Linked DNA regions of Mus musculus: regions 1, 2 and 3 are each linked to region 4. The links are chromatin contacts, called in public Hi-C maps. All regions are on one chromosome and are shown on one strand. Each heading gives the region's core, a stretch centred on a gene start, on an enhancer-like site or on the middle of the called end of the contact. The rest is flanking DNA. Distances are from core to core; before and after follow the strand shown.

What was found. Hi-C and Micro-C count contacts between places; a contact is called where the count stands out from the background.
Region 1: a Hi-C map of forebrain shows a contact between it and region 4, with 3 times the contacts expected there. The contact joins two enhancer-like sites. A contact is called at or near these places in 5 of 484 Hi-C or Micro-C datasets (the C2C12 cell line, cerebral cortex, embryonic stem cells and 1 more).
Region 2: a Hi-C map of the N1E-115 cell line shows a contact between it and region 4, with 4 times the contacts expected there. The contact joins two enhancer-like sites. A contact is called at or near these places in 19 of 484 Hi-C or Micro-C datasets (the 4T1 cell line, the C2C12 cell line, the HL-1 cell line and 7 more) and 1 of 115 datasets of contacts at active chromatin or transcription factors (neural progenitor cells).
Region 3: a Hi-C map of the N1E-115 cell line shows a contact between it and region 4, with 3 times the contacts expected there. The contact joins two enhancer-like sites. A contact is called at or near these places in 5 of 484 Hi-C or Micro-C datasets (the N1E-115 cell line, cerebellar granule neurons, cerebellum and 2 more).

What each region holds. Positions count from the first base shown.
Region 1 is chr10:109,639,381-109,644,095 of GRCm38.p6, reverse strand. It overlaps Gm40757 (a long non-coding RNA gene), which reads right to left. Exons shown (of 3, transcript XR_872022.2): 3 at 1,960-2,082. Among named protein-coding and RNA genes, the nearest start is that of Gm40757, 44 kb to the right of the region's middle. Within about 2 kb of position 2,010, at least 16 of the 459 cell types and tissues checked have an H3K27ac peak or open chromatin away from gene starts, as enhancers often do. A contact at or near this core is called in forebrain, where this site is marked.
Region 2 is chr10:109,662,087-109,666,619 of GRCm38.p6, reverse strand. No RefSeq gene overlaps it. Among named protein-coding and RNA genes, the nearest start is that of Gm40757, 66 kb to the right of the region's middle. Within about 2 kb of position 1,544, at least 17 of the 459 cell types and tissues checked have an H3K27ac peak or open chromatin away from gene starts, as enhancers often do. A contact at or near this core is called in the N1E-115 cell line and cortical neurons, where this site is marked.
Region 3 is chr10:109,248,983-109,253,278 of GRCm38.p6, reverse strand. No RefSeq gene overlaps it. Among named protein-coding and RNA genes, the nearest start is that of Gm23041, 120 kb to the left of the region's middle. Within about 2 kb of position 2,383, at least 1 of the 459 cell types and tissues checked has an H3K27ac peak or open chromatin away from gene starts, as enhancers often do. A contact at or near this core is called in the N1E-115 cell line, where this site is marked.
Region 4 is chr10:109,493,212-109,497,987 of GRCm38.p6, reverse strand. No RefSeq gene overlaps it. Among named protein-coding and RNA genes, the nearest start is that of Gm40757, 100 kb to the left of the region's middle. Within about 2 kb of position 1,652, at least 13 of the 459 cell types and tissues checked have an H3K27ac peak or open chromatin away from gene starts, as enhancers often do. A contact at or near this core is called in the N1E-115 cell line, cortical neurons and forebrain, where this site is marked.

The sequences.
Region 1 (4,715 bases), core at 761-3,260, 150 kb before region 4:
TATACTGTCTCTAGCCTCAAAGCAGCGATTTCAAATGGTATACACTATAAAAAGTAATGTTAAAAAAAAACAAAAACAAAAACATTGGGTAGTGACTTAATCAAAGCTCTAAAACCTACAGAGCAGGTTGCCTGGACTTCCTAGGGGGAGAAAACACAGGAAAGGTGCAGGAAAGAGACTAAAAAGAAAAAGGATGGAGAGAAGGATTGGGGAAATTAGAAAGAGGCAAGGCAGAGGAGAGACTAGATGTTTCCACAGAACAGGAAGCCCTTCCTGCGTCATTCTCCACCCACATACACACTTGGACAGAGCGGTGTGAAAAATCTGTGAAGTACTGAGAACATGCCCACATTTTCTAACCATCTCCTCTGAGCTGTTTATTCAGAATTGTTCCAAAACTCAAGAAAATCATCTTCCTTCTGCATCTATGTAGCTGTCTGCAGCTTCTAGCCTGTGGATTTTTATCTCCTCCAAATTAAATCCTCGCTTATTTGTAAATTCTTCCAAAATATAATTTGGGGGAGCCAAATTGAATTTTGGATCTTGCATATTTACCTATCCCATTTCTGATTGATCATCTAAGTGTATTATTCATGGTGGTTGGTTTGCACTGACAATCTAGAACTTTCCAGGGGGAGACGGGAGAACAGAATTTCGAGGAGAGAAGGCAATGTGGGAAAAGTGGAGAACACAGAAGTGACCCGAGTCCCTCCTTTCAAGCTGAGTGGATCAATGCTAACAGCTGAGGGAAGCCAAATTGTCCACAGTTGGGCACAGTCAATCCAAATCTGCCCTGAGCAGCCGAGACTACGGTACATTCAGACCATGGCGAGTTCAGCCTTTGGTTCTGATGTACACATATTTCAGTTCCAAGAGTAAAGTTTAATTTGGGCAGAACAAGCTCACTGGAAGAAGAATAAATGAATAAATGAGCGTTAATATGGTTTAGATAGCATGCCATTGTGTGCATTGAATTTTCATTGAAACCGTGCACGGCAGCATACCTATGGAGAAACATCTACTATTTCCTTTCAAAATCAGTTGACAGCTTCTGGCTTGAAGAGATTTCAAATCTATGAAAGCATGTGAGCCTGGAGCCAGAGTCTCTTTCTCTTTTCTTTGTTGCTGCTTAGAGTGTCTTACATAATCATGTTGCCCAAATCAAACGCATAAAAAGTAGATTCTAGGAAGTGACAAAAGACCAAGTGGCCTTAGCTTTCAAGGCCACTTCCTGTCAGAGCTGTGGTCAGATGCAGTGATATATTTTCCATTTAAGTACCCAATGAATTAGTATGGTTCTTATTATAATGGTGACCTCATCTTATCATTTTTAGTTTGGCTGAATACATTTCAGGTCCTTGGAAACAAAGGGAACATCATTAGAATATGCATGAATTAGATGAATTGGGTAAGCAGAGAAAAGTCAAAGGTTTGGGAAAGGGGAAATTGCATTTTATGGAATAATAATGGATGTTTCATCCATTCATTGCTACATCTTCTTAAAACTAAGTATAATTGTGATTCTTATGATAACTTTGAAGCAACCTGATACTTTGACCAGGATGTGTTATAAGAATTATCTATGGACATAACCTACTTCTTAATAAATAGCACAGTTCAAGCTAAAGAGTCACATAGATTTCTTTTTATGTCACCGTCTCTTTTTTTTTCCCCCTCTCAAACAAGAACTTTAAGGAATAGCTTTGTGAAAAGGAGGTAAAGAAAGCCTTTAGGAAATGATGTCGCACTGAGCAGTTCGTTTGGATTGATTGACTTCTCCATTAGTCCCTCCCGATTGAGGACAATAAGGGTTTAAAACCCGTCTGTTCAACCTATCAGCTCGAATGCAAATTTCCACTAGACTCGGTGAATTCATTCCGATGTAAATTATAAACAATAAAAATCATAAACAACTCACAGTGACAGACAGAGAATAAACAGGTCCGTGTCTAGCACTTTGGAAGCTGCGGTTGCCTAGGAAAATGTAAGCTAAGAGATGCCGCATCACCGAGTTCAGGCATCCCAGGTGACAGATGGCACAAAATCAATAGCTGATCAGAGACAAGCACTTGGTATTTTGTCCTGTGGGTGGGAGGAAATAAGTGTTAAATTTTTAGGGGCGGGGGAACCCAGTGCAGAAACAGAATCTGCATACAGACTGAGAAGCAGGCAAAAGTTTAGCTGTCTTTCCTTAAACCTGTAGAAAATGTCGGGTGTCCTAGCAAAGTTAGACAGATTCTTCACTGGCCACAGACCTCGTACTAACCACTTTAGATGTAAAACTTATCCCGATTGCTTGTTAACATGGGAAACAGAAATTCCTTGAAGTATTTAGCATTGTGCAATATTTGGGACAAGGTCTTAAAGGTGGAATTTAAAGTGAAAATCTCACATGTTCATGTGGCCAAAAGTGTCCTGGGATTTTGGGTCCATCGACATCGTCCACGCTGTTCTGCTCCAAATCTTAGCAGCTTGATCACAAAGGATCTTCCCATTTCACCACATTAAGAAGCTGGCTGGATTTAGGCGCTAGAAATCTGGCAATAATCCTTGATAGCTCCTCCTTTCTTATCATGTAAATTTATCTATTTTTGCCTCTGCAAATTAACACCTCCACTGCAGGTGCTTTGGTGTCCAGAGAGACCTCTCTCGTTTGACAAGGAAAAAGAATGGCTCCTTGTAGTCTGTTTTCACGCCTGCCCTCTAAGGATTCCTCTGCAAAGCACGGAAGTGGGTCTCTTAGAGACAGGTCCTTGGTGATGCTGTTTCAAACCCTCAGTCACTCCTACAGCGCTCTTAGGAAATCCTTGGGTTTGCTTGCAGAGCTCTGCATGACCAGCATCCCAGCATCCCAGCATCCTGAGGTTTCCTTGGCTTTGCCCTCCTCACAAACACTCCTCTGCTAGCTCTCCTGCATCTTTCCCCAGGGTTTTCAAGTTCACAGGCATCTCTTGCTGCGCTTGAGTGAAGGACCTCTTTCTCTTCCAGCATATTCAATCCATTAGCCGGTCCAGACTGACTTAGCTTCATAGGAAAAGTCAGTTTCTCAGAGCATCTTCCCTTTCTGACACATCAAGTACCTTCATCCAATCGTACTGTAGGCTAATAATTTCTTCCCTAGGCTTGTAGCTGTAGTTGATCTTTGCCACTTAGTGGTTTCTTGTTTTCTTCAACCTTTACACCCCCCCCATATCCCCCCTCCTCTGTTTCACTCTTTGTTATGAGATAGGATTGGAAGGTGGGTCTAGGATGGAGAGAGGGAGAGGGAGAGAGGGAGAGAGGGAGAGAGGGAGAGAGAGAGAGAGAGAGAGAGAGAGAGAGAGAGAGAGAGAGAGAGAGATCCCTGAATCTAATTTCTTTCCTTTTGTTTCTTCTTTGAGCACAACTACGAACAAACCACAGCCAACACCCCTGAATGTCCAACAACCACCAAACCTGCCTTTCAGAGTTCTAGCCTTTCCAAGCCCTCTAAAAAGTTGCCAGAATTCAAAATGTCTCACAATCCCAGATACGATCTGCAGTTGGCAGATCCATGCTTTCTGCCAGAGCACAAGGCAAATCAGAGTTAGCTGCTGCAAACAGTCTCAAGCGCCCCGGCGCCCCACGCCCCACTCCCCACACCTGTGATTAAAACAAAAACACATGCTTATATCATGTCTGTGTTTTCTAAAGAAACCAAAATTCTAAAACTGTCATTACACTGGCGCATAAACACGTTCAATGGCTTTTGAAATTTACTGAGTAAATGACTGTGTCTCCATCCCCCACCCCCACCGCTCCTTTCTATGAATTGAACAGTTTCTTTAGGGGCAAAGAGAACCTCACAGTCTACTTTGAAATCTTTTGAACTTTATATAGAAAGCACTTCCTGAAGGCCCCATAGATGTTGCACTGCATATTACAGGGCTCTTCGAGTCAGGCAGATAGATAGATGTTCAGTGGCCTCACACTGTGAGTTTGTATTTACTGTGAAGTAGGTTTTCTTGAAGAGCAGTTCGGTGACAATCCAGACATAGTTGTAAGCACAAGTAATGTATAAGTAGGTATTTTTCTCCGCTTCCAATAGTGCTTTTCTGCTTAGTAACAGGGGACAAATTAAAACAGATTTAGTTTAGTAGAATCCACTGGATTATGAGAGCAATCACGTGGGAACATTCTGAGTTGTATGAGAGTCAAGCAGAAAATAGCCTTGTCTGAGAAGTTTTTGGTGCATAGCTGAATTAAACACCTTTACCATCATCATGAACCTTTATATGTATATATATATATATTCAAAGTTCATTAAAGCAGTTTACCAACACTTTCTATGTCTACATTTTGACACCAAAACAATAGATCTTTCCTGATAATGAACAATTAGCTAAAACAAAATTTGAAGTACTTACTATCTATCTATCTATCTATCTATCTAATCTGTCTACCATCATCTATGTATCTATGTATTTTTTATTTGTCTGTGTATCATAATCTATCACCTATCTTCTGTCTGTCATCTATTTATCTATGTGTACAGGTGTTTTGTCTGCATGTTCATCTCTATACTATGTATATTCATGGTGATTGCAATGACCAGAAGATAGACTTGATCCACTGTAACAGGAATCACAGTCAGTTGTGAGCCACAATGTGGTTGCTGGGAATTGAACCTGGGTCCTCTGGAAGAGCAGCTGATGCTCTCAGCCACTGAGCCATCTCTCCAGCCCCAAACTATATTT
Region 2 (4,533 bases), core at 295-2,794, 170 kb before region 4:
CAATGTTAGCAACTTAACCACAGACATTTAACCTCCAGATCTGAAAAGTATGACCTGAGCCCACCAGAATAGGGTCCTAAATGGTGAGTTGAAGAAGAGTAGACCCACTGTGAGAAATAAAGAAGATGGATAGCTAGGACCCAGCCTTGTACAAGTGAGTTTATTGAGTCTCTCATCTTATATACTGTTTGTAGGGGGAAGATGGGCCCAAGGTCAGCAGAGAGCTAAATCAAACAATGTTGGCAAAGAAAACACAGGATATCTCAGACAGAGATGCCTTAGCACTGATAACTACAGCCCTCCAAGGGAGAAAGTCAGGTTTCCAGGAACCAAAACCTTAAAGGGCCCAGGCTCCAGCCCCCAGCCCCCAGCCCCCAGCCTCCAGCCTCCAGAATGGACCTGGCCAAGTTGACCCTTGCAAGGACACAGAATTAACATCCCCTTTTAACCTTACCTGGAGGCCTCTGAGAAAGTCTTCAGTTGGTTTGGCTCCCAATAGATATGCGGATCTCATAAACACCCAGTCTCTAAGACTTGTATACAGTAGCCTTAACAGCGACCTTTCCCTGTTACCAGTGTATGTGACTTTAGGCAAGTTATTTCTAAACCCCGTTTTCTTACCATCATATAAAATGACAAGAATGATAGGGATGGGTTAATATGTTCATATTCAATTAGAATATGCCTAATGCAACTGTGCAATAAATATCAGTCACTCTGCTGCAGCAATCCAGGCTAGAGCTAACACTGAGGTTCCTAAAAAGTAAATAAGTAAATAAATAAATGAATAAATTAACTGGTAGGAGATCATTTTTTTAATTTTAATTTTTAAAGTATGTTATTGTCATTTGCTGTTCTAGGGAAAAGGCACAATTTATCTGCCTAAGTTCCTCTGACATCAGTGGTTCTCAACCTTCCTAAGGCTGTGACCATTTAACACATGTCCTCATGTTGTGCTACTTTAATTATTTTGTTGCTACTTCATAACTGTAATGTTGCTACACTGACAGCACCATATAAACATATGATATGCAGGATATCTGATATGTGACCCCTGTGAAAGGGTCACTACCCACAGCTTCGTATCAAATTTCTTGCCCTCTCTCTTCCATGGCTTCATGCCTTGCTTGCGGCTCTACAGCACAAACCCTAATCTGGTTTATCTCTGTTAAGGCCCTGAAAAAGGAAGTATGGACGTTTACTCTTAAATGTAGATCTCAGTCTAGGCTGTTTTCTATCTGGCCAATCCACTTTTTGGATATCTGTCCAGCCGGTAGGTGCCTAGCTATATCAAACAGCAGTTGCTGGCTTAGATGGTTGTGTCCCCAGTGGCAAAAAAAAGATGCTCGCATACATAGCTCCTCTTCTCCCTCCCGGCGTCTGAAGAAAGATGGTTGGCTGGCAAGTTCTTTTGCCGTCTCATTTCCTCTTCCGGTCATTGGAGCTTTGGGCTGTGTCTTGCACAGCACGGGACCCATGAGGATGATAGTCTAAAATGAAGAGCTCTTTCCTTGCACTGCCGAGTATGTCCAGTAGGGGGCCCAGCCTACACTTTCGCAGATGAATGAGGAAGTACTTTGAAGACGCTTTTCTAACTGCTTTGGATGAATGCAGTAGAATCATATTAAATCATCGGAACGTCTTTTGTTATGTTGATTGTGTCCTGGTTTTCTGTTTGAATTGGATGGAGACTTAAAAGATCTGAGTGTCTCCCTCAGCGATGTGCATGTGATTCTCTGCAGCAGCTCTCAGAGCTAGATCAGCCCTTTCCTTAGTAAAACAGCTCAGCCTCAGGACCTGCAATTTACTCTAGTGTCCTTTTTTTCCTCTGTTACACGCTGTCCTTTAAAATGTCATTCCTTGTTTGATAAGAACAAAAGAAAGAGAAAATGCTCTTAGTATCCGTCAGTCTGAGCTCAAGTGCTCTCTCTTGGACTGTCTCCTGTTCCATTTGCAAACATCTGTCATCTTTCCTTGCTGGCTTCTTTCTTGTACACCCCTGCCCCAATATATCCCTCCCTTCCTTACCTTGCTTGGATTTTCTTTCTTTAACTACACTTAGTTATAACTATTCCAGCCTTCGCCTTTTCAGAAGTCTCTCCAGGTTTTTCTTCTCAAGCATGTTGGGACTTGGTTGCAATCTTCAAGTTATATATTTTTCAAAAACAAAACAGGTGACATCTTCCTGTGTTGGGGGGAGAGAACGTGACTGCTTTCACTCAGTCGTTTTCTGAAGCTCGCAGAATAAATGAGAGCACTTGGAAGCAGAATGCACTTGCCAGTGAAACTGTTTTATGACGGGGGGGGGGGGTAGCTTTTCAGTTTGTGGACATTGCGTTCTGTATGAAGAACATCTGCACGACCTTTGCTGTAAAATGCTCACCTCTGCCAGACTTAGATGCTGAGGGGACCCACACAAGAAATGAGACCCACCATTTTATATAGACAGTCTTGTGTCAGTAATTTTTTTTAAATGACACTTAATGCATAGGTGTCAACATTGATAAAAGCAGCCTAAATGTAATGGGCTAGATTAAAGCATGTGATACATGAGGAAATACGTCTGTTAAAATATGTTCGTAAATAGTAACATAAGGTGTCAGTGGTCTGGTCAGCACAGTTGTCTCGTGCTTTGCTTTCTACAAGTCTTTCATATCCTTAAAATGTTAATGAATGCAATTATACTTCTGTAGACTATTGAGTCTTTGGGTCATGGGAAACTTCCTGAGGTTACATATATTGGCTGAGAAAACAGCAGTTAAAAGTAAATTTCGGGTTGGTGAGATCTCAGTAAAGTGTTTGCCTTGGAAGCATTTGTTAGGAAAAAAAAATATATGCATATATATATATATATAAAATGTTTATATGTATATGATGTATGTGTATGTGTATATGTAAATGTATGTATATATTATCCATACATACCTTCTGGTTCAAGAACAGAATTTTTGGGCTGGTGAGATGACTCAGCAGTTAGGAGCACTGGCTGTTCTTGTAGATGCCCTGAATTGAATTCCCAGCAACCACATGGTGGGTCACAACCATCAATAAAGGGATCTGATACCCTCTTCTGGCATGCAGATGTGCATGCAGACAGAGCACTCATACATAGAAAGAACAGAAGGGGGGAGAGGGAGAGAGAGGAAAGAGAGAGAGATGGGAACAAATACAGACTTCTGCAGCCAGACATTGTACAGAAAACGAAAGACTTTGAAATATTCAGCCCTAAACGTGGGGGGGCGGGGCACGTTGCATGGGGGCGGGGCTCAGTCAATCAATTGATTGTCTCAATGAATCCCTCCCCTCAGGGCTCAGGAAATCCACAGAAAAGGAGGCAAAAAGAATGTAAGAGCCAGAGGGAACAGAGGACACCAAAATTGCAAGGCCTCTGAAACAATAGGGTCTAAGCCAGCGGTTCTCAGCCCTCCCAGTGCTGCAACCCTTTAATGCATATTGTGGTTGCGCATGTTGTGCTGACCCCCAACCATAAACTTTCATTCACCACTACTTTGTACCTAATCTTGCTGCTGTTATGAATTTAAATGTAAATATCTGGTATGCATGATATCTGATAGATAACCCTTGTGAAAAGATCAGGGTCACTACCCACAGGTTGAGAACCACTGTTCTAAGAGTTCCTGTTACAGATATAGAAACTTACCAAGCCAAGGTCATGTCGCTTACAAATCTGCCCACCTTTTTGAATTAGTCAGAAAAATGTAACTTTCCCTTTTACTTTCTTTCTTTCTATCTTTCTTTCTATCTTTCTGTGAATGCTTTCCCTAACACTGGGTTTGTTTGTTTTTGTTTTTTGTTTTTTGCCACAGTGTTTTGGTTTCCTTATTCTTTCTCCAAAGCCTTCCTCCCAACCACGTGGCTACGTGTCTGCCAGGTACCTGACTTCTATCCGTGTTTAAATCACTGATCCTTTCCCCTTCTCTGCTCCATTCCTTTCCTCCCCCAGGCATCTGTGGAGGGTTCACAGCATCCTTTTTCTTTTAAACCCCAACAAAAATTGTCCATAAGCTTCTATTTGAGTCCATTCTTAAATTTATCAGTGAGACTGAAAACCCCAAGAAGCGGCCCTGATTTTCTCTGGATCACATAGGAACCTGAATTGTGATCAAGATATAAAGGGAATTTTTTTTTAAAAACTGGAGACAAGAAACACATACCTGGTGTTTGCTGGCCAGCCAGTCTAACCTACTAGGTAAGCTCTGGGTCAAATGAGATTCTCTGTCTTTGTTGTGATTGTGGATAGTGCTTCAGTGTGTGCTCCTGTCCCACACAGACGCTCCTGCACACACACACATACACACACACACACACACACACACACATACACACACACACACATACACACACACACATACACACACACACACACACACACACACATACACACAAACATGCACACACACACATACACACAAACACACACACACACACACACACATACACACACGCACACCCACAGAAAGGTGCACATAGACATAGTAAATTATATAGCTCTAACCCTTGAAAGAGAAAGGT
Region 3 (4,296 bases), core at 1,134-3,633, 250 kb after region 4:
CACACACACACACACACACACACACACACGAGTTTATTCTAATCTTTCAACCAAAAAGTGAAGTAAAAGGAAACATACAATCACAATAGTTGTTTCATCTGTACATTTTGAGCCAGTGTTAGTCAAGATAAACTATATTCGCAGGACTGGAGAGATAGCCATGTGACTCAGAGTACTTGAGACTCAGTCATAAAGATCTGAGTTCATATCCTAGCACTCGCAGTGGGTGTCTAAGAACCACCTCTATGTCATTTCTGCTCCAGAAGAATTGACACCCTCTTCTGTACTTCTATATGTGTGTTTACTTACACACACATGAGAACACATATGTAAACAAACACTCATGTACACATAAAAGATCAAAGTCCAGAAATACATATATATATACATATATGTGTATATACATATATATATATATATATTAATATTTTCCTTTACATATTGTACTACCCTATGGCAAATGGATCATGTTAGCATGTATGCACCTAACTGTATTTGTTAACTGTCTACTGCATCTTTCAATGTTGATATACAATGAGTACTTTTTTGTATGTATAATGTATACAACAAATACTCAACTGTTTACTTAGAGATGGTTACACATCGAATATTTTTATATAAATATTTTATGAGCAAGCTTGACAACTTTTAAAACATATATGCCTTTTGTCCAAAAACATCATTTGCAAAATGTTAATAATTATTTATGAATTTTCTTCCAAGTATGCAGCATCAACATGTATCTGCTACCAAGACACATCCAAACAAATAGAGTGGTATAACCACAACCTCTTTACTACTGTTAGAGAATGCATTTAAGTACACAGGTACAATTTTTAAGTACTAAAAACATTTAAGTGAAATTTAATGCCAGTAGCAAACATGTGTTAAAGATTTTTTTCCTCCAGTCTCCATCAGTAACACACTCCAAAGTTCACGTCTTTGTTGGCTTAATTGTGGAGTACAGCAGCAATCCCACCTCTGCTCAAAGGACAGGCAGGCAAAAAGAATATTTAATTCTTTCCTTTGATAGGATTGTGCTTCTGGACAGGGGTTTACTTGTGTCTGGTATAACAGGATATTCAAACTTAATCTAATGTTAGCATAGTAATTTTCTTATTAATATATAATATTTCATGTTTATTTATTGTATATATAGGAGTATGGGTGTTGTTCACCCCACATGCAGGTGAGATAATAATCTTTGGAAGCTGACTATATTCTTTGTCATATATACTTCAAGGATTGAACTCAGGTCACCAGAGTTAGAGGCAAATGTCTTTATCTGCTATGTCACCTTACTAGCCCATGTTTTTGAAATTATGCACATCAGAGAAACAGCTTTCTTAAGCCAGATTCTACCAACTAAATGGTAATTTTCACTCAGGTCCTATTGTGAGCTATGGGATCCATCTTAGATATCATGGATGATCCAGCTTGCATATAGCATCCCTTTCTCACCTGGAAGACCCTCAGCCATTAGACAAATATATTCTGGAGAAATCCTAGGTATGCAAAAAGCCAAAAGAAGTCTCCAGTAGAAACTCAAGTTTTTCACCTATAAATCTTGCTTTACATGTATGTATGCAATAGTAGTATGCGAACAAAAGAGGGCATGGATTTAAAGAAGAGCATAAAGGGGTACATGGAAGAGTTTAAAGGGAGGAAAGGAAAGGAGAAATGCTGTAATAAAATTATAATTTCAAAAACAAAAATGAAAAGCAATAAAGAAAATGATGTCTGTTAATAAAAAGGAACACAGCCTCCATTTAACAGTGTAGTCCCTTTACTCTAGGTAAGTTTAATAATCTCTCTGCTGGTTACCACCATGTCATAGATGAGAGACTGAGGGCCTCTAGAAAAGCCATTGCCTCCAATTTACACCCAAATAAATGGCAGAGCGCGTGAGTCTAAGTGCAGGACTTGAGTTCTTACTGACATACTGGTTACTCCTCTGATAGCCCAGATTGATCTTTACAGTGAAATTCTCTACAGAAATCCCAGAGAGTATCTCAAGCTTGTCTGTGTTGCATGTCTGGTCATCAGGAAATTAAACGGCCTAAGTGGTTCAGGCCTTGTCACCATGGGGCATGTATGACTGACAGATAACCTTTCAGGGTGATTCATTGCCTCGGAAAGCAGGCTCTGGTATTGTACAGTGTATCAGATAGGAAAAACAGGCTACAAATCGTAAGGCATCAACATTCAAAATGTGCATCCCGGAGGAAAATGGGAAATAAACAAGTCCCTAGGAACACAGAAGTGGAGTATGTATGACTGGGAATATGCCATCCAGTCCTTTGACAAAACAATCATGAGACATTTTAGAAGCTGTGAAAAATTAGTATTTTCGTTGGCAATTAAAAATCAGATATATTGTAGTCTGCTCAATAAAGACAAGCAAAAAAAAAAGTCTTGAAATTGCATTGTAGACAATAAATATTTAAATATCTCTGAGCATAGGTCTAGCTGCTTATTCATATAATATCAACAAATGTGCCACTCTGTTAATTCGATCTTTGTAAGCAATTTTAAAGTCATTGATTTCTACTGCCTCTACTCTCAGTCTGGTTTCTAATTCAATATATTCAGAACTTGCTTATCCTCCTAACTGATACCCACGCCTCCTTCCTATGTTCCAATATTATGGAAATGAGAGGAGTCAGAGTACAGCAGAAATGAATATGAAAATTAAGGCCTGAATTATATATATATATAATGTGTATACACACACACACACAAAGCTTCCATTGAAAAACAATGTTTTCATTTAAAATTTAATACATGTCTCAGTATATGCGTACATTAGTTACTTTTCTATTGCTGCGATAAAATAACATGACCAAATATAACATATGGAGAAATGGCTTTATTTTAGCTTCTAAGATGTGTCATGCTCTCTCTCTCATTCAAATCCAATCCAGCAAAGTACTTCTTTTCTACAGAGGGATGCTTCATAGTACTAGCTAAGGAGCAGGATTTAATCTTTGTCTTCATGATCTTTTGTTTGGTTGTTTTAACTTTTTTATTAATTTTTTTATGAGTTTCATAGCATGCACCCCAGTCCCCTCATCTCCCTACCCCTTCGTATTTGCTCTCTTCCCTTGCAACTCCAAAAGATTAATAATAATAATAATAATAATAATAATAATAATAATAATAATAATGTTAAGACAAAGCATTGAAAACATCTCATCATCAAAGCTGTAGTCTGTCACGGCGTGTTCCATAGTATGCACATTTGTCCATGCATCTTTACTCACAGATGTTTTTGGCAATGAGTCATTGGTCTGGTTCCAGGCCTCTGGCTTCTGCTTCGCTATAAATACTGGGTCTCCACAGGGACTCCTGTCAGGTATCCTGTTGTTGCCCTGTGTCTTGGAGATCCCTGAGCAATGGATCTGTTGGCCTCTTCACACCCTCCAGCAATTCATATATGAGGTAGATTTGTGGCCAATTTAAAGCCCTGGAGGTCCATGATCTTTTAAGTCCTCAGGGGCTGTTGTAAGCACTTTATATCCAAACTCAGACAAGGAAAGAGATGAGTCATGGAGGACTGCACAGAGGGATATTTATGAATGCCTCCTAAAATGGTTATACATCGTTTTCAACTATAGTCACTTTATCACAAGACCTAACCATTTGGCTTCACCCAAAGCTTCATAATCATGGAGAAATACAATCAGATTAAAATTATATAATGGAAGAGATTATACAATGAACATCAGTTTGTTAGCAGTATCTATCCCAAATAATAGGAGATATTTCTCCAATATCTGTCTCACTGTGTATGCTTTTGTATTTTAACATTGTGTATGTATGTGATTACGTGTGTGGATCATACTCATGTGTGTCCCAGTTTGTATGTGTGAAAGGGGGTAGAGGCTAGAGTATAGCCTCAGGTATCATCATTGGAAATGTACCAACGCCTTTGAGACAAGGTCTCTTACTAGCTTAAAGCTCATTCAGTAGTTTAGGCTGCCTGATAAGACCGGCCAAGGGATCCTTCTGTGTCTCTGTCCTTAATACATGATTGCAAAGGCCACTATGTCTGGTTTGTTATGTGGACAATGATGATCAATTTCATAAAATGCATACAAAGGGGCACTTTGCTGGACAGGTTACTTCTCTAGCCCTCCACTGTGAATGCTTTCCTTTTAACCAACGTTAACAAAGATAAAAGCAAATTGGGAAACATGAAATTATACTAAATGCAAATACCTTACTTTTCTTAAATACTTATAAAATAAATGATTCTGTGAACACCCCAAGCTTTTGCTTTACTTGTTTTGTTTT
Region 4 (4,776 bases), core at 403-2,902:
ATTGTGGCCAAGGATTTATATTCCCGATTATATATTCAAGAGACTTCATGTTGCTTGACATAAGGGCTTACTCTTGGGCAGTGCCAATGACTTCAGTCTACTCTTTTGTCTTTTCTTCTTTTTACATAGTTGTGTTGTCTAATGTTTCTTTCTGGTCCCTCATTGTGCTCTGTATTAGGTTGGCCAGTCAGAGACAAACACTTGATTAGATGGACACCAAGAAACCTTGGCTGTTTCCTACACCTTGGGATAAGGCACTTGGGGATTCCATTTTTTTAGAGGGTATTTGGGACTTCCAAATTTCAGTGCAAGTCACGATGACTTCATTCTAGCTTATATAATAAAATTATTAAATCTTTTAGAATAAAAAGGTTGTAACAGTGATAGATAGGTCCATAAATGAATGATGCCAGGTATGATGGCACTCCTGTAGAAGATAGAATTGAGAGATTCATGCGAACCTGAGTTCAAGCCTACCCTGTGCTACATAGCAAATTCAAGGCCAGCTTCGCCTATCTACATAAGATACTATCAGTCTTCAATAACTAAGGGCTGTGGATATAGCTCAGTGGTAGAGGCCACAGAAGCTCAAGGATCTGGGTTGGATTCCTAGCATTAAACAAGAAAAGGGATGTTATTATTTGCATTACAGCAAGTGTATTAAATTAGCAGCAAAGAAAAGTACTCATCCTAAAAACTACTTGTCCACATGTTATTGATTATTTTGGAAAGCTCTGGCTTCTTTCTATCTCCCAAATAACACAGTGATTTGTTGCTTTACTAAGCAGAGGTCAAATTAATGTGAATAGGATTTCATGCCTTACAGTGATATTTACTTATCGACTATTCTTTCTCCAACTTCCTTCTGTGCATTGTGAAAGAAATGTAAAAAAAAAAAAAAAAAAAAAAAAAAAAAGACTAAAGGAATACACTGAACTCTAAAGAAAGAACAAAAATCAATTGGTTCTACTTGCTTTTCCACCGTAATGTCTTATTTATTTGCCTTCCACCAAAGGAATGTGTATATTAGAATCTCCATCCCCATGCTGGTGTTGACTCACTTGTATGTCTGTTTTTCTTCTGCCAGACTGGGTGAAATGCTGTTATAAGGAAGGGAAACACTTAGGTTGTATTGATGGAAACTGGATTTTGCAGAGAAAATGAAAGATATACTGTTCCAAATGAGAGACTTGTGACCCTTACTGTATTGCTAACAGCTCCTTTGCCAGTGAAGATTGTAGAGATATCAGATAGTCCATTTTGCCTTTTCACAATGACTCTCAATGGTAAAGGAGTGCGCTGGAATTTTTTTTAAGCTGATATCCTAACTTAAAGGAAATAAACAGTCAACAATAAAAGAAAAGTGATCTGTCATCATGACAGAACCCTATTTGGAAAGTAAGGTCTATGTACGTACGTGCGTTCGTGCGTGCATGCGTGCACGCGCGCGCGTGTGTGTGTGGGTGTATGTGTGTGTGGGTGTTAATTTGTTGAAATGACCCACAGTCTTGTATAGGCTTTCATACTGCACCTTACAAACAGTCCTATTGCTTCTGGAGTCTTCTGACTCCTGGAATCCTGCCCTCTGTTTCAGCTGACAGAAAATGCATTGTTAAAGTTTTATCCCCCAGATGGCAGCACTGCATTCTGTGTTTAGAAGGTTCTGGTCTAGTTAGTGTTTGTGAGAAAGGCGATGTAGGCGATGCAGGCTATGCAGACTTGTCTCTGACACATCTAATGTTATGGTTCTTTTTTGTGGAGGACATATACCCCAGTTCTAACGAAACAAGACTTGTGTAATCAGAGACAAATAATCCATACTACAGTGAACAGAACAGCAGTCTACTGCTACTCATAGAGCAAGGCCTCTAATTAACAGCAATGAATCCAGGGATTTGAAGTGAGCGAATATAATTCTCGGAGTTCTTTTAAAAGATCAGAGAAAGAAATGACCTCTGTTTTTAATTTTTATTTTTAGATGCAATTTTATAGGACTTTGAAAATATTTCCAAAGTGGAAGAATATTCAGTAACTGTTGACAAATTATTTTCTATAAGATACAAATGAAATGAACTGCAGACGATGGATAATAATAGGGGTGCTAAGGGTTGCTTCTGAGACACATAAAAATGAACAGCGTAGTTTCCTGGTGTGAGCATGAAGAGAAACCAGTGAGGAGATCACATCACTGCCTATGAAGCAAATCTAGCAGAACCATTTAGACTAAAACACCATCTACTTAGGTGAATGATGGTCAAAGAAATTGGAATGACACCTTAAATCTCCCCTACATGCCAGACAAACTATAGATTTAATATACTAATACACAAATGTATATTATTTACATGGAGGGATTAATTGTTTTTAATGAAATCAATGTACTGGAAGTAAAAAGAGGAAAATAAAGATTTTCATGGAAATATGAAAGATTTTGTTCTGACAGGTTTTAGAATACATACAGTTTCATGCTCTGAGAAACTCTTTATTTTCCAGTCTAATAAAATCTTTTCTTTCCTTGTCCCATTTTCACATCTGGAAAGAAAAATGATTCATATCATAGAGACATTTTAATTCAAAATGCAGAGTTTGGGTTATTTTATTTGATCTGATGTTGACAAATAGGCTGGCCACTTGTGCACAGGTAGACATATGAGTACTCCATTGTGATATAAAATATGTATTCTTCTACAGTTATTGTTATAGCACTGCCACCAACCAGTTCCGTTAAAATGTGTCTATGCACTATGACCCATAGGTCCTTACTGCTTGGGAGACAAAGACAATTAAGAAGTACTTGATTTCAGTGAGTGAATACTATTGTTGTCAAGATCAACTGAATTGACAATTGGCAACAGAATTTGTTAAAGGTAGAATGGGAATGACAGTAGGCTCTGAAGTCAAGGACATAGGATGAAAGTCATGACACTAGTTCCTAATATTTCTGTGGTTTTAAGCAGATCTTTCTGTGTGTCTTTGCAAAATAGATGGTGTGGTGGTTTAAAAGAAAACAAACCCCATGGGGCCCATAGGGTGTGGCACTATTAGAAGGAGTAGCCTTGTTGGGACAGGTGTGGCCTTGTTAGAGGAACAACTAGGGGTGGGATTTGAGATTTCAGAAGATCAAACTATGTCCAGTGTCATTCTCATTCTGCTGCTGCCAATCTGGAATAGAACTCTTAGCTACTTCTCTAGCACCATGTCTGCCTGCATGCTACCATGCCATGACAATAAAAGGTTAAATCCCTGAGCTGTAAGCCAGCCCCAGTGAAATGTTTTTCTTTATAAGAGTTATCATGGTCATGGTGTTTCTTCACAGCAATAGGTAGATAGGAACAGGAATATGTACCTATAGATTCTTTAAAAATATAATCAGCTTCATGAGAGAAGTTCTTGGCATATTGCAGATTCATTAAGGCATAACAAAGCAAAACAGTGAAAATACTAGGACTCAGAAATGGAAAAATTCAATAAAAGAAGAAACACTGGAGATAGCCTTTAAAAATCCCTTTTAAAGTTTATCAATGATGTATAAAGGAAGGTAGATAGAAAGGGCACTTTGAACTCACAAAACAACACATCAAATTTTAAGGACGGAGGCAGGATCTCACTGTACTTGCAAACAGAGTCAAAACATAAGAGAATGTAGGTCCAGATATCTATGTAAATGGAATTTCTACTGGGCTAATAAGGAGATATAACTTAATAGGAAAATATGGGAACTCACTGGATATATTTTCCTCACAGGGTGGATAGTGAGATTTATGTTGTAAACGTAGCACTCTGGTAGCTCTAGGAGAGAAAAATCGAGTGAAGGGGGAACTAGAGACAGGGAGATTAAAGACGAGAAGGAAAACACAATGCAGAACAATGGGGGTAATTGATCATTGCTCAAAAATGATCAGTTGGCTTGCCAACCAACTTTAAAATTGTATTATATACATAAAATGCTTTTCAAAGGCCTATAAATTTTTACTTATGTTTCCTATCTGCATACAGAATCTCATTTCATCTTCGTACAAATAAAGAATTTCAGACAGTTTAAAACTTCACTACAAAATTAGCCCCATTAATCCATAAGTTCTCTCCCCATTTTTCTGAATACCCTAAATGCAAGCATAGAGGAAATCTCCCTTTCTTATAACTGCATCAGATGTCGAGGACCATAAACTCCTGAAGGTTTACGTGGGGAACAGTCCAGTTAGTTCTTAATGACCTGCCTCTCATCAATGCGAAAACTGGCCAGTCCTACATTAAGTCAAACTATTTGAACTTCGTTCTTCTCCCTTCCATTTATCAAAGTCAGGGAGAGGTCTTTGGTTAACTAAAAGCCCTTGAAAATGACAAAAACAAAAATGTGTTTTCTAACAGGAAAAAAAAATTGCTCAGTAGTTAGGATAGCAACTCTTTCCCCCAATTGCTGTCGTGGAAGAGCACCTTGGCTTATTGAACTGACACACTAAAATCGGACCTCGTCAAGCTTAATTAGAATAACCTTAATTATGAGTCCGTGGAGAAAAGGCAACAAAAGACTTTGATTTAAGATCCATTATCAGAACTTTCCTAAATCCCAGAAGCACCAGTCAAAGGATATATTTCTTTTTAAAAATATTTTTATTACTTGAAACTTGCACACATGAATAAAATACATCTTGTGCATCCCCAACCCCAGCACAAACTTCCTGACTCTTCACATGAACCCTACCTACACATCTTTCCTCCTTCATGTCCAATCACAATCTATTCCTGTGTTTCTTTACTCCTCAGTTGGGTGAGTTA